Regions from separate parts of the Rattus norvegicus genome. Here region 1 is linked to region 2. Evidence: chromatin contacts called from public Hi-C data. All regions are on one chromosome and are shown on one strand. Each heading gives the region's core, a stretch centred on a gene start, on an enhancer-like site or on the middle of the called end of the contact. The rest is flanking DNA. Distances are from core to core; before and after follow the strand shown. Region 1 overlaps Tsnax (translin-associated factor X). Region 2 holds the start of Trim67 (tripartite motif-containing 67).

Region 1 (7,146 bases), core at 4,609-7,108, 230 kb after region 2:
ACAGGCCTGTGCCCAGTGCCCCGTGACAGGTCTTGTTGTTTGTTTTTCTTTTGCGATTGAGACAGTTTTGTACTACAGGTTGGCCTGAACTTACTGCATGGTGGAGGCTGGATGAGAGTTTGAGGCAGTCGTGCCTTAGACTCCAGAATGTTGGAATGGCACCCCTGAGCCACTGTGCGTGCCTAGGAGATCTCTTTCTGGTTTTTCTGGTTTACAAAAGAGCTGGTGTTTAAAGTAAATGCAGCATATAGAAGCCTGGGGTGCAACGCAGAGAGTGCTGTGGGGGACTTGGTGGGTGTAAGTGCTTGGGCATAGGATACATGACATGAGATTGACCAGTTTAACCATTTGTACATGTTCGACATTTGTGTGTTCACAGAGTTGTGTAGCCATCACTCCTCCGGCTGCCTTCTGCCATGTTCTTATTTATTGTGTGTCTTTCCCAAAACCCAATTCTTAATTATTCTGCAATGTTTATAAGTCCCTCATTAAATTATTTTATGCTTGTTAGGCCCAAGGCACATACGTAGTAGTGGTTAGGACATGTGCCCAGGTCACCACGCTGACTGCTATAGGAAGGGGTTGGGGACATCTTTGGTCCACAGGCCCCGAGTGCTTGTGTGCTTGCCTCAGCTCACACAGTCTGCTTGGCGTCACCACACTCTCACCCTGCGAGGTGATGGTCAGCTGCCTGTTCTGTGGCGACACTCGTAGTTTGGAGCTTGTTCCTGGTAACCTCCTTTGTTGTTTTCCAGGACTCCAGGAATACGTGGAGGCTGTCTCCTTTCAACACTTCATCAGAACCCGATCCCTGATCAGTATGGAGGAGATCAACAGGCAGCTGACGTTTACAACAGACGACAGTGGGAAGGAGAGCAAGGCTGTGAGAATCGGAAATCCTGTCTCAGTTTTACCGTGGTTCATACAGCAGCATAATGGTTGGCGGAGACTCTGCCTTCCTGAGGCTGGGTTTGTAGGGCCTCAGGGAAGCTAGGTCCAAGTGTCTCCACTGGTGACAGAGCCAGAGGCATGGCTGTAGACGGGAGGACGGCAGCACATTGCATCCGAGCAAGGGTTTAGAGTCCAGTCTGTGCACTCGGCATCCCTGGTGCTGCTTGACCCCAGGTGTGCGCAGGGACCCCGGGGTGCACGACCTCAGAGCCTTTATGGGAGAGTTCAGCTCGCAAAGGGTTTAATGAAGCAGTGCTTACTTAGCAGGGTTCATTGTTAAAGTGGCTGTCACAGGGCGAGAGCCAATTACCTCTCACAAAACACTGCATGCCTGCAGACAATCGCCCAGCTCTTCCGAGTTGAGGAGAGAAACCTTTTGCATTTTGACCTTTAAGAAGTACTTCTTTCCCCCTTTGGATTTGAAAATATGACATTCAGGCAGCCAGGTGGCTTCTCTTCATATGTTAGGATGAATAGTGTTTTTCCATTTTCTCCTTTTATTATTTTTGAAAAATATGACTCAGAGTCAGGATAGGTGTACAGAGGAACTGTCGGAAGTCAAGGTGAAATGAGATGTTAAATTGCCTAACAGCTTGCTGTGGCCTGGTAGGAGCCCTCCCTCTACTGAACCCGGCCGCTCAGCTGTTCACTCTGTTAGGGGCCGGATGAGACCCAGGCCATCGTGGCTTTGCTTCATTCACACGGTCACGGTGGAATCATAGCAAGAGGTGGCCAGCTTCCTGCGAGCAGCTCCTCTGTAGTCCAGGGAGAGAGAGGTGGGGAGAAGGCAGGGTGAGTGTGCGCTGCTCAGGACTTTGGAGATTATGACCCAGGTACACATCGGCACTATGAGAAGCTTCAGACAGAAATGTGGAGAAGATGATATCTGGTGAAACATTAGAAACAGCGGGGTTAACGGTCCCTGTGTTTGCCTTGTCCCAGCAGTTCTGGCTAATTCATTTGAAAGTACATTAACGATATACTCCCAAACACTCAAGTGTCCATCTCAAAACTTGGACTTTAAGCAAATTTTTCCTTACTAATAATTTTGAGAAAGCAGAATTTATTTTGACAAATTTTAATTTAAATTTGTTTATGCTTGTTTCTCTAAAATCAACTTATAACCATTCCTCCTGTGTAATAACAAAGACCATTATTTCTTCTCAGAGACGGTTGGGCCTCAGGGTCTCTGAAGGGGCTTGAGCAGGACTAAGATTTGTGCTGTGGATGCACAGCAGCCAAAGTAAAAAATGGAAATTCGCCCTGCCACTTCCTTAATTGGTTCTCAGAGACTCCACAACCTGGAGTGCAGATTTCTCTGCGGTCTCCCGCCTGCCTGCCCGCCTGTCTCCCCAGTCTCCGCCTGTCCTACTCTAACGTGCCTTCCTTAGTTCCTCAGACACCGCATGGTTCTCTCCTGGATGCCTCTGCAGGCCCACTGCCCAGAATGGCTTAGAGTCCACCTAGCCACATTCCACACACAGAAATCACAACTCACGCCTTGTTGCTAGAAAGAAGCTGTAGGTAGAGAGAGCCATGATGGTGGCGGTGACCACAGCAGCTGGCTTTTACGGAGTGCTTTCTTGTCAAGAACTTAGTGAATATTGTCTTATTTAATCCATAAAAGACTTCTGTGGTAGGTAACACAATTCTGTTTACAGAGGAGGAAAGGAGGGTTAGAGAGAGATAAAGACCTTGCCAAGAGGCGAGTGTCTTATGAAGCAGTGTCCTGGGAGAGGTGGGAGGAGAGTCAAGGTCATTCGGAGGTTAAGTTCACGCAAGAGGAGATGTGACTTGCCCTTTGACATTGGAGGATGGGAGGTTAAAGATGGGTGTGGTGGCTGTCATGCAGGGGAGGTTACTTTGATTGTAAGAAAGATGACAGCCACATAGGCAGTGCAAGGTGATTGGCAGATGACTGGATCTGTGAAGCCAGCTCGATTGTTTCCTGAGACTGAAGAGTTTGGGGATTGCCTAGGGCACAGAACAGAGTACCCAAGGCTTGGAAGAGTATTTGAAGACATACATGAAGGCACAACATTCATACACATAACATAAATAAAACCACTGCAGCCTGACTAAAATGACTGGTGAATAACCCATGTAGGCCAAACTCCACAGTCTGTATGTAGTTGTAATTGCTGTTCCTCAGCTCACTCGGTCTTGGCTGCTCATGTAGAGCTGACATGGAGACCTGGGCACTGATAGGATGCTTGGCGGTGCTGGCAGGAGCTGGCCGTAGGTGCAAGCTGATGGGCAGTGCGTGGTAGGGAAGGAGATGCCGGCTGAACCAGGAGGGGTAACAGCAGACTGATAGTGATTGTCACACAGTGGAGGCAAGTCTTCCTTAGCACGAGTCTGCTGTGCTTGGCGGGGGAAGTTGGACACAGCTGGTCTTACATTGGTGGAATTTGATTGTCCTAATCCAAGTCGCCTGGCTGAGCTCCTCCTCCCCAGCCTATGGTGACTCCTGGGGAAGATCCGTGTGCCTGACCTGCTGCTGACTCCAGTTCTTTATGGTGTGGTGCCTGAAGTATTCACTTTATCTCAGTGCTTCATGTGTGTGGCTTTCCTGTCTTTTGCCAGCCTCCCGCTGATGGACAAGACAAGCAGCTGGTTACCTGGAGACTGAAGATCACACCGGTGGACTACCTGCTGGGCGTGGCCGACTTGACTGGAGAGCTGATGCGGATGTGCATTAACAGCGTGGGCAACGGGGACATTGACACCCCCTTTGAAGTGAGCCAGTTCCTACGCCAGGTTTACGATGGGTTCTCCTTCATTGGCAACACTGGGCCCTACGAGGTCTCTAAGAAGCTGTACACCTTGAAACAGAGCCTGTCCAAAGTGGAGAACGCTTGCTATGCCCTTAAAGTCCGGGGCTCTGAGATCCCTAAGCACATGCTGGCCGATGTGTTCTCAGTGAAAACGGAGATGATTGACCAGGAAGAGAGCATTTCTTAAGCAACTCCGCTCAGTTCTCTAAGGCGTGAGCTCCTGGGGGGCTGTTGTGAGGCTGTTGTGAGTGTGCGTTTGACTTTATTGTGGCTTCTTAGACGTGTCCAGGTGTACTAGTTTGAAGTGTGTACAGCTGTATATAAGTAGTCCACAGGGACGTTTCTTACACGCGTGCATTTGCATCAGTGTTTATATGTGCTTACACTATTGTTGTGTGAACATGCTTCCGACTGCTCTCTCTGCCACACCTACTTTAATTCACTTTGAACTTGGAGTGACATTTTGGGTGGAAGGAAGTCTCTTAAGTGGGTGATCCTTTGTATGGAGGGAAAACGGTGTAGCGAAGCCTCTGGAGTGAGCTTCCTGTTTCAGTTCCTCGGCAGTGTCATGGCAAGCCTTCAAAGTGGGCCTAGCACACGGAACAACAGTTTTAACGTGCAAGCTATCAGTATTTTTTAAGTGCAAATTTTGGTGGTATTGAGAATTCACTTAAAGTTTTGGTCAAGTTTAGGCCATTTTGAATTTATATGAAGCAGCTTTCCTGAGGAATTGATGGGTCCAGATGTTCCTTTCTCAGAGATGTGGGAAGGAGCTGACATTGCTCTTCCCTGGTGATGCTGAGTATCTAACCACACACTTGTCTGTAGGGTGTGAGCAGCCAGGCCCTTCGTCATGTGTTAGGTGGACTGCACTTTCCTACCCCAGCCATCCTGGGACCCACAGAAGGGCAGCCACAGTGCTTGGAGAGCTGACAGCCCAAACCTTTACACTTGTCCCTTGGTGTTAGCTAGTGATGTTGCCAAAGAAAATGACTTGTGTATAACTCAGCAATAAGACAATTTCCAGCTCAGGAGGGAGTGCTGGGAGTGAGTTCACCTCCCCAGTCAGTCAGTCAGTCAGTCAGTCAGTCAGTCAGTCAGTCAGTCATCCATCGTGGTGAGAGCCTGGCTTGAGCGTCGCCCGCAGCTGACACCACCACATGTTTTCATCTAGTTTTGTGAGTTTTCAGGACTTGGATACTGGGTTTTATTTTTTGGAAAGAATATCTACTTGTAAGGCTGGTTCTTTGAAAGTGTAATTTTCCAAAACTTGTCACGGACAGGAAAGTGACGTGTGCACATGCCTGCTGAGTTAGCTGTTTGTCGTGTGATGAGGCTTTGTCTTCCCTGCAGTAAGATAGATGCTAAGTTTCAGTCAGTCCTGTTACCTGCTGTCTGTTTTTCAGCTACGTCAAGTTGAATTTATAATGTTAAAATAATGGATTGAAGAATGTTTTACAGAAATTTAAAGCAAATTTTAAATAAAATATTAAAATACAGAAACTGTCTGGTTTAAAAGTTTAAGTTAAGTTATATTTCGTGCACAGCAGTGTGTACAGAGACAACGTGTGTAGCTTGGCCTTTCCTTCCACTGTGTCGGTGTTGTCAGGCTTGGGGGGAAGGGACTTCTCCACTCTAGCCAAGCCATCTCTGTGGTTCCAAGGGTCTATGCTTTGATAGCATTTAGAAATATGTAGTAAATCTAATAATGTAGTTTTTGGGTAAGATGGGAAATCAAAGATAGACTTGGGTAATGTGGAAGGCTTTTTGTTTCGTGTTTTTCCCCTTAAGCCCTGAGATAAGGAGGCACCTGAGTGGTGACTTAACCTGAAATGTAGTCCAGGACTTCCCCTCTGCCTCTGTGGTATTCATACCCTCAGTGACTCCCTTGGGGTTGCCTGGGTTTTCAGGACTGGTAGGGATATTCCGACAGAAGTGGACTTCTCGTGTTCTCTCAGGTTAAAAAGACGTCCTTCACAGCACTCAGACTGAGACTAGATGATGTCCCCGCCTCTTTAAGCCAGTTCCTGGAAGGGAAGATAATACTAGCCTAACACCCTAATTGATTTGTGCAGGGCTTACAGAAACGCTAGGAAGCCAGACTGTCAGAGGAGCAGAGAAACGGCCTATGGCATAATCAGCAGCGCCCCCTGCAGGCGACTGAGCACCACTGCTCCCGCTGTGTTCTTTGTGCAGGGCTGGTGGGGGCCTCAGTTTAAATTGTGTGTTGTGACAGCATCATCTGCTTTGGTAGGCTCTCTGTTTATCACAAAAGGAACTGGTTCCAGGGCTGGCAGGATGGAACCTCACAACCAGCATCCGATCCCTGAAACCCACAGGGTGGGAGGAGAAAAACTGATCAGAGAGCACCATGGCATGGTCCCCTCCACCCCGTTCCCCTCCCCCTCATCCCCCGGCCCCTGCAAACAAAATAAATACAATTAAAAAGACAATAGGAGAAGCAAAGGAGGTCTCATGGCAAGTTGGCAACTGGATTTTGAAATGAAAATGGATTATTTCTTTTTAGTTATGATTTCCTGTGTCTCTTACATTAGTGGTTTTCACAGAGAACCCCAAAGCTTTGGTCCCCCTCAGAGAGGATTGATAAAGTGAGAGATTGGCGGAATGGCCCCAAGCTCCGTTCTGTCCAAAGAGACTCATGTTAGAGACAAAGATACGTAGACTGAGGTAGAAGGGTGGAAAGACACTCCATGCAGATGGGAGCCAAGAGAGAATCTGATTGGTCTCTGATAGCAGATAAATAGACTACTAGCTTTTATTTTGCTGCAGGCACAGAATAGCATTATATGATAAGTTCAGTTCAATAATTATATAACAGCTAAAAGGAAGAATGCTAATAAGTGGTGTGCCTGTGTGTGCCTGTGCGTGTGTGTGCGTATGTGTGCGTGTATGTGTGTCTGTGTGTGTGTCTGTGTGTGCGCCTCTGTCTGTGTGTGCGCGCGCGTGCGTGTGCGCGCGCCTCCTTTTAACTGTCATTATAGGGTATGGTTTCATTTAGACTTGGAATTGTAGGGTGTCAAAGGCAAACTATTGTCTTGAAGGAGGAGTGGGCACCATAGTAATGGACCTAACAGGTAGAGATCCCCTTCTTGTCCCCCCTTCCCCCCCATTGCATCAGGGACAGGTGCAGACCTCATTGGTAAGTACAGTATGCTATTTAGGAGCTCCACTGTCCACCAAGTGTGTGAGCACAGAAGACCAAGTTGGTAGACTGTGGTGGCGTCTGTTGGTTGGTGTTAGCCCCTTCCAGCTGTGTGACTCGCTTGCGTCCCGTGTTTTACCCACATTCGAGCAAAGGGACCCCAGACAACAAGGGCTGGCATGAGCAGATGGCATACGTGAGGGCTCGCAGGAGCGTCCATTCTGCTGCTCACCTGCTCAAGCTACAGGCAGCAGA
Region 2 (6,364 bases), core at 83-2,582:
TAACTCATAACAATCCTTCTACATCGGCCTCCCAAGTGCTAGAATTACAAGCACGAGCCAGCATGCTGGCTGACACATCCTTTTTAAATCGACAATTTCCTTGTCTGTTCCGAATCGGCGTGGATCGCAGAGGAAGAGAGGGCCGCGTGGCGCGCATTTCGCTCCACGCGCTCTTCCCTCCCCAGCGCGCTCTTCCCGTCCCCGGCCCGACCTTAGCTCCATGCTCAGCACACCCTTCCCTTCTCTGGGCAGCCCGCACTACCCCGGTGCGGAACAGCCGGGCAGACGGCGGGAAGAGCCCGGCAGCCAGGCGCGCGGGCGGCGACGTTGCAGGAAGCTCCCATTCATAAAGCGAACACCTGCTCGCGGCCTCCTGCCTCTCCCCAGCCCCGAGCAGCCCGGGGAGGTTGTATTTGGCAACCTTCACGGTGTCCTCGCCAAGTCCTCGCCGCTCTGGGCCTCATCGTCCACGACTAGCCCGGGTAGAACCGAGGAGACAAAAAAGGCTTGTGGAACGATGCGTAAATGAAACCTCGCCCTTTGGCGCGAGGCTGTCCGACATTTTGTGCCTTGAAAGCTTTTTGCGGGGGAAATAGATTTAGGTAGCGACTGTCGCGCTGTGCTGGGGGGCCTTTTCCAAGCGACTGGCCTTTTAGGGACCGCTGTTTACGCTTTCATGGTGGCGGGAGTGGGCAGGGCAGGAGCTGGCCAGGGATGCTCTGGCAAGCGGGGCGGGGCGCCGGGCTAATTCACCGTGCAGACTCCATCCGAATCGGAGCAGCTCTCCACAATGATCCTCCCCACGAAGCCCTCCGACCCGCCCCTGACTGCCAGCCGCGAGAGGCGAGCCCTCATTCGCTGAGCTGACGCCTGGCTCCCCGCCCCCCGCCCCGTTACTCTCGCTCTGGAAATTACAACTCCTGGGCGCGCGGCGCGGCGCGGCGCGGCGGGCGGGCGCGGGAGGCGGCGGGACCGGGAGGGGATTCCCGAGCCAGCGGGTGTTCACCACCCCCCCACCCCCGCCGCTGCAGCGTGGCGCGGCCAAGGTCAGGGGAACCGCAGGAACCGGAGCCGGCGAGGCGAGCCCGGGACGCTGCTCAATACGGGCCTGTGAGGAGGCAGCTCCGAAAGCAGCGGCCCGAGCAGCAGGACGGCGACGGTCTCCGGGCCGGGGGATGCCGAGGTGGCCGTGGTGGCACAACAGCCTGGCGGGGGATGCGCCTGGGGTGCGGGCGCGGATTCCCTGCCCATCCGCTCGCGGGCGCTGTCCGCCGTCTGGTGGTGCTGAACCAGCCCTGGCCCCGCTGCTCCCGCACTGGCCAAGAGCTGGTTAGGGGCGGGGCGCTCGCAGAAGGAAGACTCGGGGCAGCGGCGCTGCGGAGCCCGGCTCAGTAGCCTTGCTGGCTCACAGCAGCGAGTCACTGGTCCTTCGTAGAGTGGAGGCACGAGGTACCCCTGACGGCGCTGCTGCTGCCTATTCACCACCTGGACAACCTCGGAGGCCACTGCGAGGGCTGCTGGCCACCTTCATACGGCCGCCTCTGGTGAGGGAGCCTCGCCCTCAGGAGGTGAGGACCCCTCCTTTCTCTGGCGGCCAAGCGTCTTAGGGCGGTGGCCTGAGGACAGAGAGGGGGCGTGCCACCCTCGGGTGAAGACAGCATGCCCGTGTAATACCCCCGCCTCCTGACTCAAGAGCGCTGACATCGCCTGCCCAGCTGCGCTTGTCTTCGGAGCTTTGACCATCCTTGGCTGGTCCCGAGCGGCTCTGGCCGCGGGCGCGGCGATGGAGGAGGAGCTGAAGTGCCCAGTGTGCGGATCCCTGTTCCGGGAGCCCATCATCCTGCCCTGTTCTCACAATGTCTGCTTGCCGTGCGCCCGCACCATCGCGGTTCAGACCCCGGACGGCGAGCAGCACCTGCCCCCGCCGCTCCTTCTTTCGCGGGGTGCCGCCGCCGCCGCCGCCGCGCCCCCTCCGGATCAGGATGCAGCGGCCGGCGCGACCTGCGGAGGCGCCGGAGCTAGTACAGCCGGAGGCCTGGGCGGCGGGGCGGCCGGTGGCGGAGACCACGCGGACAAGCTGAGCTTGTATAGCGAGACTGACAGCGGCTATGGCTCCTACACCCCCAGCCTCAAGTCCCCCAATGGAGTCCGCGTGCTGCCCATGGTGCCTGCGCCTCCGGGTTCATCTGCCGCCGCGGCCCGAGGCGCCGCCTGCTCCTCGCTCTGCTCGTCCTCCAGCTCCATCACCTGCCCGCAGTGCCACCGCAGCGCCTCCCTGGATCACCGCGGCCTGCGAGGCTTCCAGCGCAACCGGCTACTGGAGGGCATCGTGCAGCGGTACCAGCAGGGCCGTGGGGTTGCTGCGGGGGCATCTGCAGCCCCGGCGGTGGCCATCTGCCAGCTGTGCGACCGCACCCCACCGGAGCCGGCAGCCACTCTCTGCGAGCAATGCGACGTGCTCTATTGCGCCACCTGCCAGCTCAAGTGCCACCCGTCCCGGGGCCCCTTCGCTAAGCATCGGCTAGTTCAGCCGCCGCCGCCGCCCGCACCCCCAGAGGCTACCTCTGCTTCAGTCGGTACTTCCACCGCCTCCAGCGCAGGAGGATGCAGGAGCCCAGGGGGTGCCGGGGCCCCCGTGCCTCGAAAGTTCCCCACGTGCCCGGAGCACGAGATGGAGAACTACAGCATGTACTGCGTGAGCTGTCGGAGCCCGGTGTGCTACATGTGCCTAGAGGAAGGCAGGCATGGCAAGCACGAGGTGAAGCCGCTGGGGGCAACGTGGAAACAGCACAAGGTAAGCGTTGGCTGTGTGGGGATGCCAGCCAGGGTGGAAGTTCAGAGATTCTCCAGACCCTTTCTTGGGGAATTGCTGGAAGGTGGGCCTGAAGGCAAAACAGTAATCACTCCATCCGTCCGTCCGTCCATCCGTCCATCCGTCCATGCATGCATGCATGCGTACATACATACATACATACCATCCACCCACGTGGTCATCTCTCCATCCATCTATTCATGCATCCATCTATCCATACATTGGACTACATATCCACCCATGCTTCCATCCAACCCTTCATGCATCTATGCATATCATCAGTACGTTTCTGGACCTATATGTTCATACATGCGTGCATTCGCCCAAGGATCCCAGCAGTCGCTGTCTGACCAAAGCTCAGTCGACCATGTACCCTGCACTGAGTATTGGCTTGGTGGGTTATGAAAAGGACTTGTTGAGTTTCCTTTCTGAGGCAAAAGGTTGCCAAAGCACAGAAGCAGGGCTCTCGCCCAGATTCTAAGGTACACTGTCAGAGCTTCCTTCCCCCCTTGTAAGGGAGAGATGGGTTTTAAAGTGAGACTGTTAGCAGCTGGCCATAGGAACCCTTCTGAAGGTTCCTCCTTGAATCTGTGGCCTAGGCAGAGAGGCAGCACCCCAGCTCAAGGTCCCTGGAGCCTTGTACTTCTTCCTCCACAGCCTTCATCAGCTTCACCTCACGGAACAGAAAAGCTTTTTCCTTCTCAGCTTCCAGAGAAGAAATGTCTCTTCCTTCACTTAGTTTCCAGCTAGCTCTATGCCCAGAATTCCTCTAAGACTTGTAGAGAAGAGGCAGTGTCTCTTGGGCTGTGGAAGAGAGTTGAAGTGAGGGGGAAGGTGTCCTTCCAGGAAAGGAGTGTGGTTTCCCCCAGAGTCCTTCTCTTGCCTGAGGCTCTGCCACTGTAGCTGTGGAGGAGCAGAAGACCACGTTTTTACTAAAAGACCAAGCGCATTAGCCTACAGCCTCCCCGCTGGGGACTGGCTAGGATCAGTACTACTCTTCGAAACTTAGACCTGGTACTTTGCTCTCTTCTTTTCCTAAAGCCGTGACAGTCCGCCTGGGCCCTTCGCCGGCCCTCAAGGCAAGGTCAGGGCAGCTCCTCGCCTGACATTCTATCCAGTGTCTTTGTGTGACCGGCCTAAGTGCCTCCTTAGACACAGAACAGGTTACAGTCACACGTTCACGGTGCATTTCACACTCCCCTCCTTCAGAAACCCGCCCTGGAAGGTGTAAGAGGTGCCCAGACTGTCCGCCAAGAATTGTTGCCTATAGTCACACAGAGTAGAGCCACGGGAAAATAAGGCAGCTTGCTGAGGTAACTCGTACAAACTGCAAACAGCCCAGAGTAGCCAGATAGAGATGTGGCTTATCTGTGTGGAAGACAGGATTACTGTATGTTCTTACATCTGCTACAATAAACATACGCCACTATGAGAATTCGATATTTAGAGGAGGTTGGGTTTTTTGGTTTCTGGTTTTGTTTTTTTAAGATCCTCTCCTACTTACTACGTGGTGCGGGCTGGCATCGAACCCACAACCACCTTCCTTCTCAGCCTCTTAAGGGCTGGGGTTACAGATGTAAGCCGTAGGATACAGCGATACTTTTAAATGAAAACTATAGGGGGGAAAGTAAATAGAGAACCCATTAGAAAACTACGTTGGGGAGGAAATCTCATTGAATGCCTCAGAGCAGGGGTTCTCAGTAGGGGTAATGTGTACTTTCACCCCAGCTCCCCCTGGCACTCTGAAAGGTCTGGAGATTTGGCGGGCAACACTAGTGACCCTGCAGTACAATTGAGACCCTGCAGTACCCCCTGCAGAGAAGCCCTGCTCTAGGGTCCCACAGCCTTGCTTCCCCAGCTCAGCCCTGCAAGTTACTAGCTGTGTGTGCATGCTCGCTTAAGCTGTCTTAACTGTGAACCGGGTGTAGGTAACACCCAGCTTGGATTCTTGTCGATGGGGTAAGTATGATCCTCTGTGCACAGCCCCCAGTGTGGCAGTCAAGCCATTAAATGTTATTTGCTGTTTTATGGTATTGATGCTTGACCCATGGATTTGTGGACGGCTACCGGGCAGCGCACCCCGTGCTTTCGGCCTCGTTGACTTGGAGAAAGTAGCAGGTGGTGACTGTGAATATTTTTCTCTGGATTTGTTTCCGTTTAATTGGTATGCTTTTAAAACTTGCAGCTGTTGTTCTCTGCATGTGTGCACACTTACACGTGCCACGGTGCGAGTGGGCTGGTATGAGAACAACTGTTAGGAGTTGGTTTTCTCCCGCCATCTGGGTTCCTTGGATGGAGCTTGGTTGGGTCATCAAGCTCGGCAGAGAGTGCCTTTACTCACCGAGACATTTCCCAGCATGCTGGCCTTCACGTGCTTCTTTTTGTTTTTTGTTTTTTTTTTTTGTTTCATTTATTTTACTGAATGTATGGGAGTGTGTCGTACATGTATCCACACATGGGTATGGGTGCACATCTGTGCATGCACTCGTAGAGGGCAAAAGTTGGTGTCCAGTGCTCTCCTCCATAGAACACCACCTTACATTCCAAGACAAGGTCTTTTACTGAATCTGGAGTTCACAGATGGGCCAAGATGGCTGGTCAGTGAGTCCCTGGAATCCTCCTGTCTCTGCCTGCCTAGACACTACAGACATGTAGTGACCCTGTGCTCAGCCTATATAGGTCTTGGGGGTTTTTGCTTGGGTAGCAGGTGCTTTACCCACTGAGTCGTCTCCTTATCTCTTTGGGGTATTGTTTATACTTTAATGACTGAGAATATTTGCCCCAGATTATGGTCCCGCACACCACATTCTGTGGCATATGGCATGGCAGTGTGGCTGACTTCTTGTTTCATCTCTTAAGTGAGTAGACATCACTTTGTAAATTAAAAACAATCAGGCATGAAGAGGTGGCTCAGCAGTTAAGAACACCTGCTGCTCTTGCTGAGAACCCGAAGGTGGTTCAGTGGTTAGGAACACGTTGTTCTTGCAAAGGATCAGAGTTTGGTTCCCAGAGCTCACATCAGTCTTCAGCTCCTGGGAATCCAGAGCCCTCTTCTGACTCTCTTGGTCACTAACACTCACACACATATCCACATGCACCCATGCACACGAGTGTGAGACACACATACACCAATTTTTTTAAAAAGAAGTTTAGGTTTAAAATTTCCCATTCAGATTTCATGAGCTATTAGGTTTCATAGACTAGAGGGCCAAGACTAATTTGGGGTCCTGTTACTCAAACATTTATAGTGTTAAAGATTGCAGACTAGAGAGCTGAATTGTGTATTCGAATTCACGAGAGAGAGAAAATGTCTTGCATGGAAAAATAAGTTTGATACTGGGCTAAGGTTTCAGGGTCTGAGGTCATGCAGGAAAAAAAAAATCAGTGGTCATCCCCGGCTTGGTGGCAACAGCAGTTTAATAAATGTTTCTCTTGTCAACTTCAATTACTCTGCTTGGTAATGAGAACACCGGAGAAACACATGGGTATCTGCCCTGCACCATGGGCAGCGCTGTCATAGGCAGTGTCACGGCAGTGTTACCTGTGGGAATG

The links. Hi-C and Micro-C count contacts between places; a contact is called where the count stands out from the background.
Region 1: a Hi-C map of Schwann cells shows a contact between it and region 2, with 2.6 times the contacts expected there. The contact joins the enhancer-like site here to the promoter of Trim67 in region 2. A contact is called at or near these places in 4 of 12 Hi-C or Micro-C datasets (the Rat2 cell line, Schwann cells, kidney and 1 more).

What each region holds. Positions count from the first base shown.
Region 1 is chr19:69,882,018-69,889,163 of GRCr8, forward strand. It overlaps Tsnax (translin-associated factor X), which reads left to right. Exons shown (of 6, transcript NM_022262.3): 5 at 756-883; 6 at 3,538-5,227. The coding sequence ends at 3,915. Among named protein-coding and RNA genes, the nearest start is that of Tsnax, 12 kb to the left of the region's middle. Within about 2 kb of position 5,859, at least 20 of the 93 cell types and tissues checked have an H3K27ac peak or open chromatin away from gene starts, as enhancers often do. A contact at or near this core is called in Schwann cells, where this site is marked.
Region 2 is chr19:69,660,445-69,666,808 of GRCr8, forward strand. Trim67 (tripartite motif-containing 67) reads left to right here and starts at 1,333. Exons shown (of 10, transcript NM_001135715.1): 1 at 1,333-2,794. The coding sequence starts at 1,784.